Regions from separate parts of the Anser cygnoides genome. Here region 2 is linked to region 1. A link is a contact called in public Hi-C data. All regions are on one chromosome and are shown on one strand. The core of a region is the stretch at or near the end of the contact, and the rest is flanking DNA. Distances in the headings are between cores, read along the strand shown.

Evidence for each region. Hi-C and Micro-C count contacts between places; a contact is called where the count stands out from the background.
Region 2: a Hi-C map of liver shows a contact between it and region 1, with 2.6 times the contacts expected there. The contact joins two enhancer-like sites. A contact is called at or near these places in 4 of 7 Hi-C or Micro-C datasets (granulosa cells and liver).

What each region holds. Positions count from the first base shown.
Region 1 is chr2:151,944,168-151,951,977 of Taihu_goose_T2T_genome, reverse strand. The region is part of intron 4 of MTSS1 (MTSS I-BAR domain containing 1); the gene reads left to right. Among named protein-coding and RNA genes, the nearest start is that of TATDN1, 47 kb to the right of the region's middle. Within about 2 kb of position 4,592, at least 2 of the 3 cell types and tissues checked have open chromatin away from gene starts, as enhancers often do. A contact at or near this core is called in liver, where this site is marked.
Region 2 is chr2:152,080,767-152,088,576 of Taihu_goose_T2T_genome, reverse strand. No RefSeq gene overlaps it. Among named protein-coding and RNA genes, the nearest start is that of SQLE, 23 kb to the left of the region's middle. Within about 2 kb of position 3,531, at least 3 of the 3 cell types and tissues checked have open chromatin away from gene starts, as enhancers often do. A contact at or near this core is called in liver, where this site is marked.

The DNA.
Region 1 (7,810 bases), core at 3,343-5,842:
TGCAGAGCACAGGAATCTGTGCATGTGAAGCAGCCAAAGATCCAGGGAGCATGGTGCTGTGTTTGTTAGCTGTCTGACCTGAGCTGCGTGCAGCCTGGTTGGTATGTGGAGCTTGCATCACTGCAAGTAAAGGAGAAAATGTCAATACCTCTTCTAAACCCAAAAATTTAGACTTTGCTCTGTCTTTCTGAGTGTGCATTTATCGAGTGCGTGGCCAAAATTGCAGAGTTCTGGCCTCTCTGTTTGGAGATGACCGTCCTCATTTCACTTTCTGTAACAGGTGGAGTATTTCCACCCCCCCTTTTGTTCTTCTTTTAAAGCAAGTTCAGTGTTGTGTATCAAATTCCTTCATACTGTGGGCTTAAGCAGCCAGCTGGTGTCAGATCCGTGCGGTGATACTCTCCCTTGTTTTTGTGAAAACTCATTATATCAGCGTAAGGTTGATGAAGCTGAAGTTGGAAATAAGCAGGATGCTGCCAAAAAATAAAAGGGCATATCAGCGAGGACAAAACTAACTGTTTGGGAATTGACATGATGAACAGCACAACAACTGTCTTTAGATACAGCACTGGGCAAAACGAGGTTGGGGGGAATCTGGGTGATTGCAAACACCAGGGCCTTGGACTCGTGTCCTTTCATCATCCGCTATTCAGTGAAAGTGATGGGCAGGTTCTCCGTGTTTCTGCTGATTTGTCTCCTCAGTTTTTGAAGGGTGAGTCTGGAAAGACTGTGTAGTCTCCAGTCTTCCACCAGGCTGTGTCGAAATGAGTTTGGATAAATGCATTCGTGAATAAATCATGGGGGATGAAGTTGAGTCAGGAATATTTCAGTCCATATAGGAGACAATTTTTAAATGGCCTTTGGAACACACAGGGCAGCCACCTGGAGAAAGCACCAGAAGGTTTTGCTGCCTTTTGAAGCCCCCTTACATACCAGTTAATGTAGATATGGCTAGCACTGGGCGAGGGCAGGAGCCTGCCCCGTCAGGAGGGCATCCATCCCTGACGGGGACGGTAAGGCACTGTGCTTGCTTCCATGTGCCCTGGGCCTTCTGACAGGTTGGTGTCACCGTATCTCTGCATCTCTAGGTGAGACTTTACAGCCTTTCTCTAAATCTTCTTGAACTGATAATTTCTTAAGGAAGCGTTACACGATTTTGGCCTCCCTGCGTCCTTCCGTGATCCTCCCCTCCGTTCACCAAGTCGTGCTCTGCTGGAAGAAGTGACAGCAGTGTAAAAATAGCACTGCCTTGTTCTGCAGATCTGCTTGCTGTGGGGTTTCAGTTAGATCTGCTGACTTGGATTTAAAAATACTTTTTTTTTCTTCTGCTTTTTGCACCTGCTTGTCCCGGTCGCGCTTCATTTTGTGTTTTGGAGGCAGCAGCCATTTGGCCGTAGCTGAAATAAATCCTGGCTGGGCTGCCGTCGGCAGCACAGGTGGTTGGGAGACCTGAGCGAAGGAGCTTTTGACTTCTGGAGCCAGAGGTGTTTGCCGGGCTGACAGCTCAACTCAAAGGGAAGAAAGACGTCGGCTCCTCGTGGTCTCGGTGGAGGCTGCAGGTTCAGCAGCACAGCGCGCGTGATGTGAGCGCGCGGTGGAATTGCGCTTGGTGTTCCAGCCCATTTGCTGTAAGTGTATTATCCCTTCCCCTCATTGAATGTTGCTGCAGTCTAATCAGATTACATTGCAGTTCATAGCTTCGCCCAGACGAAATAAAGAGCTGTACTTCAGAAAAACACAGGGATTTTGAATTACTGCCTTCTTCACACGTCGCGCTGACATTAAATGTTCATTTAGAGTCGGATTCATGAAGGTACTGAGATCAATGGGTCTGGCTGTCTAAAAGGTTTGAACTGAGCCTTCATCTTCTGGCCATCTGGAGCACACAGTGAGCATCTTCTGGGTGCAGCGAGCCGAGCATCCCTGCCTCTTTTCCTCAGACCCAGCCCAGCCTGTGCCTCGGGTCCGGCTGCTGCCAGCAAGATGAGAACGAAACGGCACACGGGCTTGGCCTCGTGTTCTTCAGCAGCTTCAGGAATCCCCTTTTCATTATAAAGAGGCCTTTTTATTAGCACACACGGTTTTTTGGAGAGAGTTTGAGGTTGATGACTCACGTTGCCTGCCTCCCTGAAGCCGTTAGTGGGTGTAGCGTTTGGCATAACGCAGTTGGGTCTGCTCAGGGTAAGGCTGTCAGATGTACGTAGCTGTTCACAGGGTGACTTCAGAAATGAGATTGGCTGTACGTTAGAAAAGTAACGGGGAAAAGGTATGGACAATAATATCGGCCACAGCTTTGTTGGGAATACAGATGTTGACTAGACCCTCTAGTTTTCAATGTGGAAATTATTTGTATTCCAAAAAATAAATGTAAATAATAGTCCTTGGAAAACACAAGTGTGGTATTTGCTCTTCTAAGCAAATCTGTTTCTAATGATGCTGTATTTTTGTGGCATTAAAACCTGGCAGTGGAACTTTGCATTCAGAAAAACTAGCAACAAGCACCTGCAAGGAGAGAGGGATTTCCTGAAAGAAATCTCCAGATTTAGTAACAGAGGAGCCCTTCTGCATGGACCGTTCCTGCTCTCCAGTACGATGTCACAGTTCAGTGATGCATCTTGTATCTTGGAAGTTGGTGAATTGGTGACAGGCTCACTAATTTCTCCAAATTCAGATCGCTACATCCTGCAATAACTTGATGTAAAGCTCCCCAAAGCATTTCCAGCCTCTTGCATGTGTGGTAAGCCCTTTTTAAAAGCGGAGGGCAACACGTGAGCTTCTCTGCGTGCCTTGAAGGCTGACTGAACCCAAATTGCCCAAAGATGATAGCAGGGCTGGTCTGTGACCGTATTTAATGTGCCCGGGGGGCTGAGAAGAGCCTGTGCAGTGAACTCTGTGTGCACGGGTGCAGTGCTGGCCCTGCTTGTGTAATGGCAGCCCTCGCGTTAACTCCCATGGGGCTGGGCTTTGCCCTGTGTGCCCTGCTGGGAGAACAGCTGGGGCAGGCAGAAATGCTGCTGAGCAGAGGAATGAGCTAGACCAGAAGAAGCCATAAGAGCTTTTGTGCACATCCTTTAGTGTACTGACGGGAACGTGGTCAGGGGCTGTTCTCAGGACTTCCTAAAACTGGTGGTTGCCAGGGCAGGCTGTGTGCTAGGGATATTCCTTTTGCCTTCTGTGCTGCCTCAAGCTGCTTCTTCCTCCGTTAAAATCAATGCAAATGCAATTTCAGATCCTGCTAGTCTCACCTGTGAACAAATGCTAGTGTCTCTTCAAAAGAGAAAAACTACCTCATAGATTTTCTTCTCAGGATCATCTGGTCTACGTGGACTCCTAGCTAACGTGACAAGTTCATATCAGGCTTCTATAAATAGGTTTTCCAAGTGGCATACCCAAAAGAGCACTCTGCAGAAGCCTGCAAAACACTGCAAGCAGTCTTTTCCTTGCAGTGACAATGACAGAGCTGCGGTACATGACAATGGTCTGCCACAGCTTTTCACTTTTATTAAATTCAGTTACTCCTAAAAAAAAAATCGAGGTGACTTTGACCTTGACTCTACATTTGTAGATCCAGTCTTCTCTGAAATATGTCTGAATTGAAGCTTTTTTTTGAAATACTTCAGGAAATGATTTTTTTTTTAAGCTGGTTTTGAGCAGCAACCTTCAAGACTTTGCCAAGTGCTGCTCAGAAAGGCTTTTAGTTGTAGGAATAAAGGTGTCCTGTTTTCTTTTCCTGCATGGCAGATGCTGAACAGCATCACTCTGTTGTCTGCAGTTCTTGGTCCGTTTTTCCAACTTAAAAGCCTTACCTGGAAGCCACTGGCTCACTGAAACATGAAGTGCTACCGTAGCTCCCATTTTAGGTTTCTGTCCCGGTGACGCTGCTTACAACCCCTGTGCTGATCACTTTTAGGCAAAAGCCCTCCTTTTTTTCCCTGTCTGCTGTGACACCCTGGCACCGATCCCGTCATCCTTGGGTTTCATCGAGGCATCTGCATAAACAGTTGTGCAAGATCAAGGTCCATGCCCTCTGTAATCAGTGATGGAAACTGCTTGCTCTTCTAACAGCGTGAGTTTGTATAAGGGTTGAGTAATGACCATTAGCCTGAATGTCCTACTGTTAGTCTTCCTGTCATAGCCTCTGTGCTTGGAGGTGTATTTAATAATCTCGCCTCTGTTCAGCTCCTGCTTTAATCTTAATGGAAGCCTCTTCCGATAACTTTGAAATGGCAAAAGTATTACACCCGTTTTTCATCATCCTCTCCTTTTTGGAGGAGAGGGAAATGGCTGGCACATTTGGACTGTGCCCTGGAAGATAAAGATGAGCTGGTTAATAAGTTGGAGCCTTAAAGGCGCTTCCTGAAAGGCAGTCATCTTGTGAGCCTGCTGGGGTTGCTCAACAGTGAAGCAAGAGGAGGAAGATAAGAGGTCGATTGTAGGGAGTTGTTTGGCGTACACAGAGGCTGTGCAGTCGTACAGCTGCACATTTCATCAAATAGTCATTTCCTTGGTCTATGATCATTATTAAGTACAAACATAATGATTCTAATAAAACAATTGAGTCTCTTCGCTACAGTCTCTCCCTGTTGTCTCTCTGCAACGTTGAATGACAAGCACGCGTCAAAGAAAATCATTTATGCCTTTATAGTGGCCTCATTGTAGTGCCATGGTCCACAGGCTTTCGTTTAATTATCTTACATGAAGACGGTTTTTGGTCTTTCACAGGCTTAGGCAGGAGTAGGAAAAACAGGGAAAGTGAGAGCAAAAGCATGTTTGCCTTGCAGAGCTGCCTTTTACTTATGAGAAACGTCTGATGTTATCACCCACTTTCTGATCAAATTTGGCAGGAGCGTTTTGTTAAGTCACTTTCTCTGAGTGGGAAACCTGATGAATACGGCTCTGGTCTCCAGTTTCAAAGTATTACTTTACACCGTTCCCAAGCATTGTTTGCCTTAATGGATGAGTTATTGTAGATGTCAGAGAAGCAGATAATTCATAGCCTCATTTTATAAACGGAGAGCCCAAAGCACAGTAATTTAACTTGAATAGCTGCAGGGCAGTGAATAGAGCCCAGGTCACCCACCCATAATACTTCTGATTTGATGAAAAGTCTGCTAATCTGGCCTCTGTGTTTATCTTCAGGAAATTGTAACTACTGGAAAACGTCATGAATTTTTGCCAGGGACCTGCCTGTAAGCAGCGTGGAGACGGGCTGTACTTTTAGCCCACTCCTGATGCAGTGCTGTTCCAGGTGCTCTGTTGGCCACCGGGTCTGTGTTGATAGCACGAGTTATCTCTGCTTGGCTTGCTGCCTATTTCATGGCTCTATCCTTGAGTAAGTGGGCAATTGGTTGCTGCTGGACCCATTTTCTAAGATAAGCCATTAAGGAGTTTGGAGGCTGAGGCAGGTTTCTTACAGCTCTGGCAATAAACATCGTACTGGATTTTGAGAACTCTTTTGTCTTGTGCTTGAATACCAAGCTGCACATCCAATATCAGGATTCGTGCACACATTAATGCTGCTTGTAAGGTCAGTCGCTGTTTGTAGAGTGTGCGGGTTGGCAACCCTTTCATTCTGCAAGCTAACCACCACTGTAAATGCCGAGTGATAATTTATAGAAAGCATATGTTACTCGCGCTCACCAGGGCTGGCTGGCTGGAACTGGGTAAAAGCAAGTCCAAACCACCCTCCCTCATTATGTTTGGACATTTTCAAACTGCTGCAGTGGTACAAAATGGTTTCCTTCTGCCAATTATGTAGCCAGCTGATCCTGGCCCTCCGAAAACGGGAGCATTGGTGCCGTGTGGGTTGAGATAAACCCTGTGCGCTGCACGTGATCCTGCACGGGCAGCTGAACGCTTCGGAAATGGGCCCGGCACTCGTATATCATGGTGTGGCGAGAGGCCTGCAGTTCCCATTTTTTGCCTTCTCAGGAAGCATTTTAATTCTTTGCAGATAACAGGGTTGGGAACGGTGAGGTAAAGCTCTGTTTAACTGCGGTGCCGTCGGCGTGCTTCAGTACGTTGAAGCGGAGCGGTGTGTTTCAAGCGAGGGAGGTGGGCCTGCACTGCACTTCCTTCAGTCTAGGGCCTGATTTTTAACAGGGGACTGCTTGAAGCCCCCCAGAACGCAATGGTTAGTTATATCTGAGGAGGTGAGACTTTGAAAGGCTGCTGCTGCTGTTTGAGCATTCAGAAACCCTGCCAGAGGTGATCCGAAGGCTCTGGGCTGTCACAACTGTGGAGGTGCACAGGGACACCTGGACATGGTTCCTGCCTCTGCGGATCCAAAGAGCGCCTACATTGAAAAGCCCCTTGCCGAGGTTTCCATCTCCTACACTTAAATAGACTCCGGGAACATTGAACATCAGCTTTCAAATGGGAATTGGAAGCACACAGCGGCTCGATGCAGCCCCACTCCCTGGTGCTGCGGCTTTCAGGGCGCCTGCCCCCGCCGCGGCTGGCTTCACGGCGTGCCCATTAGCTGCCTGTCGCCGTGTGAGATGGCAGCAGGCTGCGAATGAGACGGCCCCGAGGAATAAAAACAAAGCTCGCTACTGTCTGCGTCGAACAGCATCGCAATTGTTGTGGCGAGAGCCTGCGTGAAAACTAAACGGTCCCATAGCAGGAGGAGCACAGAGGGTGGCTGGGAAGCCTCTACAGGGGACGTGCCTTCTCTGCGAGCCTTATTCTGAAAATTTGCGGGACTGCAGAAATCTCGTTTCCAGGATGGCCAAACACGGTTTGTTTTTTTCATAGAACCACTGAATTATTTAGGTTGGAAGGGACCTTAAAGCCCGGCTGGTTCCAACCCCCTGCCCTGGGCAGGGACACCTCCCACCAGCCCAGGCTGCCCAAAGCCCCATCCAGCCTGGCCTTGAGCACCTCCAGGGATGGGGCACCCACAGCTTCTCTGGGCAGCCTGTGCCAGGGCCTCACCACCCTCTGAGCGAAGAATTTCTTCCATATACCTAATCTAAATCTACCCTCTTCAAGTTTAAAACCATTCCCCCTTGTTCTGTCCCTCTCCGCCCGTGTTTTTTGTTCGTTAGCACACTTGATTGTAACCAATAGTGATTTTTGCAGAGGAACAGCAATCCTTTGTTTTCATAGCCATTTCTAGCAATCGTGTTCCCCAGGGCTGCTTTGGGGCAAGTTGAGCTCATAACGTAGGTGCCGTTCAGGAGGGATTTATGCTGTGCACGGCACGCCGAGCAGCACCCCCAGCAGCAAATGCTTGGTGAGAGCTGGTGCCTTGTGAGTTCAGATCACCTCGCTTATCCTCTTCAGTGCTGCCTGATTCCCTGTAAGCCTCCTCATGGGATGTTGAAAGCAGGTGGTGTTAAAACAGAGCCTTGCCACCCCCATCCCACTCCCCGTGCCCACTTCTGAGTGCTCAGTGACCCAGCTGGGTGCCGGCCCTGCCCTCCCGAACTTCCCAACAGCACAGCTCCTTCCCCCTCCCATGCCAGTTCCTAAATCCATTTTCTGCACCACCTTGTTTCCAAAACATAGGGACATTGAAGCTTTTCAAAGCTCTTCTTACCATTTTCCTTCGTTTTGTTAGAGTCGTTTTTATTCATGGAGTAAAATTCCCATCTTAAATTTCCATGCTCTTGTAAACGCTTATGGATAATATGAAGTTTTAAAAGCTGGGAAGAACCAATAACCCCCCTCTTCCCAATCAGAGGACTTTTTTCCCTTGAATAACCTTTTTCTTCCAGGCTCTGGTTGTTTTGTTGTTTCGTTAACAAGCAAATATAGAGACCTCATTCTGCAGAGCTGGATTGCTGACCTTGCCCGTCCATCTGTA
Region 2 (7,810 bases), core at 2,282-4,781, 140 kb before region 1:
GTCATTAGAGCATTCAAGGGTGTTGGGTGTTGCGCCCAACAGCAGTTAAGCATTTTATTGAAAACAGTGTTTAGAACATCTATGAATGCCTGGGTGATTACAGCACTTATCTAGATGCTTCCAATGTCCTGGGATGAAACTGGAAAAGAATTTAGGTCTAGGAGAATGCCTCACTTCCGAGCAATTATGGAAAAGAGGCAAAATCTTTCAGCCATGGTTGTACGGAGCCGCATGTCAGCATCTACATCACATTAAATCCTGCAGGTGAAACAGGAGGGGCAAAAACCTGTTCCCCGAATCTCAGTGGGTATCTGTCTAAAAGAAATTCTAAGTATTTGGGTGCTGTAATGACATAGGTGTTGGTATCAAGGCACAATAAACATCTTCAGGTTTTGGCAACAGCTTAGTAACTGCCAGTGTGCGTGTGTGTGTATGTATATGTTTGTATACATATATAAAGCAACCATAGCACCTCTATTTTGGCCAAATACAACTCAAGTGGCCTGACACAGAATCACATGAAATCCCGTTGTGTAACTTCAACATTCTAAAATTTCTTAAAATTTTACAGAATCAAGTCCTACTAAACCAAGAGTAGTAATTTTTCGGATCTTTCTCAAAATTGAGAGTAGGAGACTCAATGAAGAATAATCCATAACTTAAAAAAAATACATGAAGGAAATATTTGCACAGCTCTGAAGTGTTGAAGTCTTCTAAATTTAAAAAGTCTAAATAGTCTTACTAAGACTAGATGTCAGGTAAAACTTTTTTTTTCTCTTTCTCTTCTTAAACCAAAATGTTCAACGTGTGAAAACTTCTAGTGCAACCTGCACTACCTTGCCCAACTAGTCTCAAAACTGGGACACAGAAGTACGACACCCTCACACAGATACTTTATCTGCCTCTGACACCATATAGCAGTATTGCAGGTTTGTAGCCACACCATCCTGTTACTAAAATAATTTTTTCTTCCTTGGAATTCTGTGAAAGAAAAACACAAATGCACATTGAAGCGTCTTAGATGTGTCATGAACAATTAAAGACAGTCCTTGGCTAGAAGGGAAGATTTCATACAGCATACAGACAAAGAGAAGAAAGGAGAATGAAAAACAATAAAATTATCTCTTTAGCTAATTAGGATAGCACTGATAGCTTGTTCGTCCCTGCATTTATTTATAAGCAGAAGTGAATTCCTGGGAAGAATTTGAGTGCAGCAAAGAGATGCCTGGCAAAGAGCTTTGGGAATAATATTGTAAGTACACCTTCTGCCAAATGGTATCAGCAGTAAGAGAGAGCTAAATTTAAATATCAAAGACATTAAAATTGACAAACACACTGGCTGCCAGCCAGATAGCTGAGGAAAGCTGCGTTGTTTGGTTTGTTTTTTAATGAGCTTCTTTTTGGATCCCAGTGAGATGGTAGCAAGCTATCTGTCAGGATGTAGCACTATGGAGGCAGTAAGATGCAAAACCTACATGCGGAAGAGCAATCAGCAGTAGATAAGCACTTTAAAGGCAGTTGACATGGAGGTAATACTTACATCCACGTCAGCAGGAGAGGTCACCTGAGGATGGAGAACAGAGGGTGGGAGGGAAGGCACTGCGGGAGGTTTGGAGGGAACGCTCCACTTGGAGGTGGGAGGGAAGATTTTGGAAAGAAATCCTAGACTGAGAGAAAAAGAGCATCGGAAAGTCATTAACTCCAGCGTGGCAAGGTAGAAAAACACAGGCATTAATAGTAGTGCCAAGAGCAACAGACCAGTCAGAGAGGTTGAGGATGGTGATCAGGCTTGAACCTCAGTTTAGAAGAAGACTTTGAGTGGTATGACTAGGACAAAATCTGTGGAGGAGCGCTGACAGAAGGGGATTGAAACTGGTCTGAGATTAGATCCCAACCATCTTCTGTGTTCCCTTATTGCTACCACAGTCAGTTCATTAATCCAGTTCTTTTTCATAATGGTCTCAGACAGCGAGAGCTTGAGGACATGGCATCTCCATTTTATTCACTTCGACAGCACCAGAGGCCAGAGATGTGAAGGGGTGCGTAGTGGGAGAGGAAGGTGTTTTTTGTAGGGAAAAAATAAATCAACATATTAACTGAAGAAATGCAGTGAGCAAAGAGTGGGGATTAGGGAAGAAATGACACAGTCAGAGGCACAGGAAGGGAAAAAACAAAAGATGTTGATCATCCTATTAAACTGAGATTAGCAGGCCCAATTAACATTTGGTACCTTTGCCAGGATGTTTACGAAACCTGTAACATTACTACAGAAAGTTACGTGTTAATTTAAAAGAAATCAAGAGGCACAGATAACATCTTCTATTGGTAAAATCAAAGCAGTTGCTTGCCGGCTGATCTTGATAAGGCTTCGCGGAAGCAGGATGGCGTTATCCCCAACAGCAAGGTGAAAAAAACCTCTCCAGAACCACTCCCTTAAGCATGCCTTCCTGGGCCTTATTTAGTTTGCATCTCGTTTTCTGCACACTTCTTCATTGATTAACATCTTCATTAATACATTAGGATTTAACTAATACTGGCTATGCAAATTCATTTAATCAAGGTACGAGCTGCAGCTCACGTGCAACACATTGAACTTGTGTCGGGCTTTAGGCCTGCCTTTTCCCTGTCTGCACTCCTGCAGAGCTAAATTCAGCAGTAGGGAAGGACGGGGGGGGGGTTAAAGGGCTTCCTCGTTTATTTTCTAATGGGATGCAGCACATCTCATCTCTCAGCTTCTCCTTCATTGGGGCCAGGGTCTCAAGAAACACGGGCAAGTAGCAAGAACTGCCAGAGATGCCCCTGTGGGGAAGGAAGGAGGAAGGAAGGAGGAAGGAAGCCCTCCCGAGCCTGGAGGGAGCCAGCAGGTGGCTGCAGGTGCCCACTGCTGTGGGGCTGGCTCCTGGAGGAGGTCTGAAGCCCGACGCCAGATGCCTTCGCAAACAGCTTTATGGCGGAGTCCATCCGTAGTTATCCATGCCCCACATAGGCTCAGCCTGCGTAAAAGGATCGTGAGTAAATGGTTGCGTTGCACCACGCGCTGACAAGTCGTACCTCGTATGTTTATAAAGGCCTTTCCTAACCCAGCGAGCTAGGGTACCTCAGTACGTAACTCACCAGAACTCGTTGACTTACACCACCCTTTAACACTGCTGTTGGACGCTTGTCTTGAAGGAGAAAATTGGGCCCTGCAAGCTGCCAACCCTGTGAGTGCCTTGCTTGATATGGCGAGGGGGATTTCAGGCAGAGAAGCAGCTCAGAGCATTCTCTCCCATCTCACCAGGTGGGTATCAGACAGCAGGAGTCAGACAAATTTTCCTCAGAAAGTGATTGGGAAAGATTTTTTTTTATTATTTATTTTCTGTCTTCCCCAGCACTGGCCTGCACGTTGGACTCTCATGCCCCGGGATTTCACAAGAAGGTAGTGCTTTTGGGGATTGTGTGTCAAGGGATGAGGAAATCACCGGGACCGGTGGAGGCATTAGAAAAGGGAGCAGACTGAAGCTTTCTGTAGCTGCACAAGCCAGCAATAAACCGAGAGAATTACACAAGCATTGCACAAGGGAGGCCTGACTGGAAGTGTTGCCTCTGGCTCGCATTCCTTTTAAGCTGTTATAAAACTTTAAATATAATTAATAAATAACCAGGCCTCTCAAGCAGAGATGAGTCCAAAGCTCTGCCCCCTGCATGAACCGAGTTTGTTATTTCAGCTCTTGATATAAAAGTACAGCATATCACCGTGTGCTGTAATGAGCCTCTCAGCTGTAGACTTGCTGCTGGAGGTCAGCCAGGCGGGACGGGCTGCATTGCTGCTGCAAAGGAAACACAAACCCCGGCAGCTTAAATAGGTGGGGTAGGCTAAAGCCTAATTCCCAGGTAGGGTAATGTACCTCCTGCAAGCTGGTGTTTGGATTGAGGGTGAAGAAGGCAGCCTCTTCCCTTTGCTGCTGCCCCACCCGACCGCAGGAGCTTCCCTCCTCCTCCCTTCCCTTCCCCTTGCAGCACCAGCAGGGCTGGGAGATCAGAGCCGTGCTTGTAGCCTTCATCTCCGTGTCCTGCAGTGTCAGGCAGGAGGGGCAGGGTGGCAGGAAAGGCCAAGGAGCCACTGCAGGAAAGGAATAGCCATCCACCTCTTGGCTGTGGGACGGAGGGAGTCTCCAGCTCTCCCACCGCGTCCTTCAGGCGGTTCTGTAAGGGAAAGCTGACAGTTTGCTTCCCCCTCTTCCTTTAGAACATGTTTGTCATCCTTTACAAAGCTGTGGGTTGGCTCTAAAGCTAAAATATTCTCAAATTCTTCAAGTATGTAGGCAATTTTGTAGAGCCATGCTACCGTCTGGCATTTTTATCCACTCGCATTCATGTCTGAACTAATTGATGTGTTCTTGTACCTTTACTGGTAGGACCTGGATTGTGGTGTCCCATTGGCCACTGCTGTGAAATATTAATCCCAAGCTTAAAAACTGTTTTTCTAACGTAACAGGTTGTGTCTGGGCCAAAATGGCCCTGGTCAAGGAGGTATGACCAGACACAAACACAGGAGGGTGAATATAGACTATTATTTCTATTTGCTAATTAGGAATGCTAGTAATTGCATGTTTTTGATTTCCGTTCGGATTTTTTTTTTTAACGTTTCTAAAAATCAGCTCACTTTTATCAAACGGTATAAATAATGGATTTAAGAGTGCAGCTTCTGCCAGCTTTGAAAACATTAGTTATAGTTGCTGGTCTTTAACTGAGACAACATTGACTTAACAATTCCCAGGGCTGGGAAAATCTCAGTGGGTGACAAATACCACACAGAAGGTTACAGAATGACTGTCGTAATTGCCTGCTTCATATTGTAGTATTTTTCAGAATAAGTACAGACTAACAGATTCAAAGGATGAGAAGAAATAAGCACTGACTACCAAAAAATCAGCAGCCAGATGCTCACAGGTAGAGATGAAGAACAGGAATATCACTATAGCTTTATAAAATGTTTGGCAGCTGTGAAGTAATAATTAATATCAGGACTTGTTTAGACTTGTAAATTAATGATGCATGACAAATTGCAGCTCGAAATTGACCTAGGGAGTGCATTAAAATTAAATGTAAAACATTTTGCAGGATTAACACAGAAGATAAAGCCCAGAGAGTACATTAGATGGCTAATTTGTGACCTCTGTTCGATGATCCATGATTTCAACACTAACTCTTATAGTAATATATTCTTATAATAAATTAATTTAGTGTCTTACAGTATTTAAAATTGTGAAAGGCACCTCACCTCATAGTCTACAAAGAACCTTCATACTTCCCAGCGTTGGCTTTGAATTTGGAAACCATTGTACATGTGAGAATACTAAAATAATACATTAAATTGCAGATTTTAACCTAAGAATAAGATACAGTAAAAGTTAGGAAGAATAGGGGAAAAGTCAGAAACAGTAAGTAATCGTTATACCAAGGATCATGGTGGAGTTACTCAGCTAGAGCAGATGCATATCACAAGACAATAGATTTGTTGGTTGTCACCATTTTTCCCTGTCTTCAATGTAGATATGATTTAAACACCAGTGTTAACTGGGGCATCTCGGGAAAACTGAAGCTGGAATAAGAACAGAGAGGACACTGACTTAGGAGCTTCTTGTACTTCTTAAAACAATACTCCTTTAAATCTGTCTAAGGCTGTAGCATCCAACATAAAGCACTTTTCAAAAAAAAAAAATCACCTTCTCTACTATTCTCTCTGTTTAATAAGAAGTTCTGTGAAGCTTGGATGATCACAAAGAACATTTCAGAAACATTTTTTACAAGTTTTTGTAACGCCACTGACATTCCCTATTGTGTTAGGGAAATATGAAAAAAAAAAAAAACTATTGCTTTGCTTTTTCTAAAAAGAAACAAAAATGACTAATTATACAGCCAAGCTATAAAAAAATAGAGACCCTTAAGGCCCATATACAGTAATTCTTTACCAACAATAGACTTTGTGGGAATACCCTTGCTGTACTTGAGGAGACAGAAAAAGGCTTCCCCCTTCTTCACGTCTGCCAGACACCCCTTGTTGCCCTTCCCCGAGAGCATTTGAACTACGCAGCAAGTTGTATGGGCTCTGCAAGGTTTCTGCTAGCCATGCTCCCAAATGAAAGTGGCATTTGCCATAGGAGGAAACGGAAGTTATCATTAAGTGAGCACAGCAACAGGATCAGGGCCTTCAGGAGACGTAGGCAGGGGGATGACCTGACTGTAGAGTAGAGCTTGGCTGGTGTTTCTGCATGGGCCCAGAAGCACAACTTTAAGTCGCTGGGAAATTTTATAAGCGAAAATGTAGATGTTTGCAGATTTCATAGTGCTAAGTGAAATTTTTGGGGTTTCCTTATTTTGTAGTTTGTACCTAAATACCACCTAAATCTGACTTCAGGCATTTATGGCCCATTGCAGATCGAACCCAATGGGCTCAACAAGAGGGATTTATGAGGAGAAGATCATAAACCAAGTAAACATCAACATCTTCATTTTTCATTTGATTTTTCACATCAACATTTTTCTCTTGGTCTTTTTGCACCTGTCTACAGCTTCCTTGTGAGAGGCAGGCGCTGAGCTCTGCTCTCTGGGGACAGCAACAGGACCCGAGGGAACGGCATGGAGCTGGGACAGGGGAGGGTCAGGCTGGGGGTTAGGGAAAGGTTCTGCACCCAGAGGTGGTCGGGCACTGGGACAGGCTCCCCAGGGCAGTGGTCACAGCACCGAGCCTGCCGGAGTTCAAGAAGCATTCGGACAATGCTCTCAGACACAGGGTCTGGTTTTGGGGGTGGTCCTGTGTGGAGCCAGGGGTTGGACTCAAAGGTCCTTATGGGTCCCTTCCAACTCCGGATACTCTATGATTCTAGGAGGTGTATCATTAAACAAACAAACAAAACCCCAAAAATGACAGTAGCCTGCAGCAGGATGATGGACGGAAAATTGATCAGGGAATTGAGAGACACGGATTTTCTTCCCACTGACCCCCTGGCTGGCCCAGTATGTCCCTTCACTTCTCTATCTAGCAGCTTCCCAGTTGTTTTCCTGTAGCATTGATTTCCATTTAGATGTGCCTTGAGATCTGAGCATACCAGTGGAAAACACTTCATAAGAGCAAGACACTATCATCTGATCACTCATAATATAATTCATGTGTTTCAGCTTTGGTATCTATCCAAGCAGGTGCTTTATCTTTCCCACGAACAGGCGTCGTGATCAGGATCCATTCACTATTTGCATGTCACTAACACCACAAAAGCCCCCTCTTCTACTTAGTAACTGGGCCTGTTCGCTACACAGTAAATATTCTTATAGGCACTGCTTCCAAATCCAGGAAGCCTTTTTTTCCCCCTCTTCTTCTTTTAAATATATTGAAGCTGAGTGGTAGTGCTACAGGTATGCTGCTTGCTTAATGCTTATCGGACATAGAGATGTGTTGAATGAGAAAGACATTTTTCCACTTAAAAAGAAGCAAAAAAATAACATGAAATGGGAAGAGTGGTTGATCCACCTTATGTTATACCTGGTTCAAAAAAGTAGATGTTGTAATCTGGAGCATTTGCACTCACACCTCTGTTGTTGATTGCTCCCAGATATACAAGTCTGGCTTTGATACACCAAGGAAGTGAGCTACGGCTGCCAGCTTTTATGAGAGCACCTGATATCACTGGCTAATTACAGAGACTTGAGATTGATTCTGACTGAAGACAATCAACAGTTGGGATATTCAAACCTGCGCGAAGTAATCCTTGTGTACATAATTGCCACAACTGAGACCCCTAGAAAAATGAGACCCTATTCCTTGACAGAA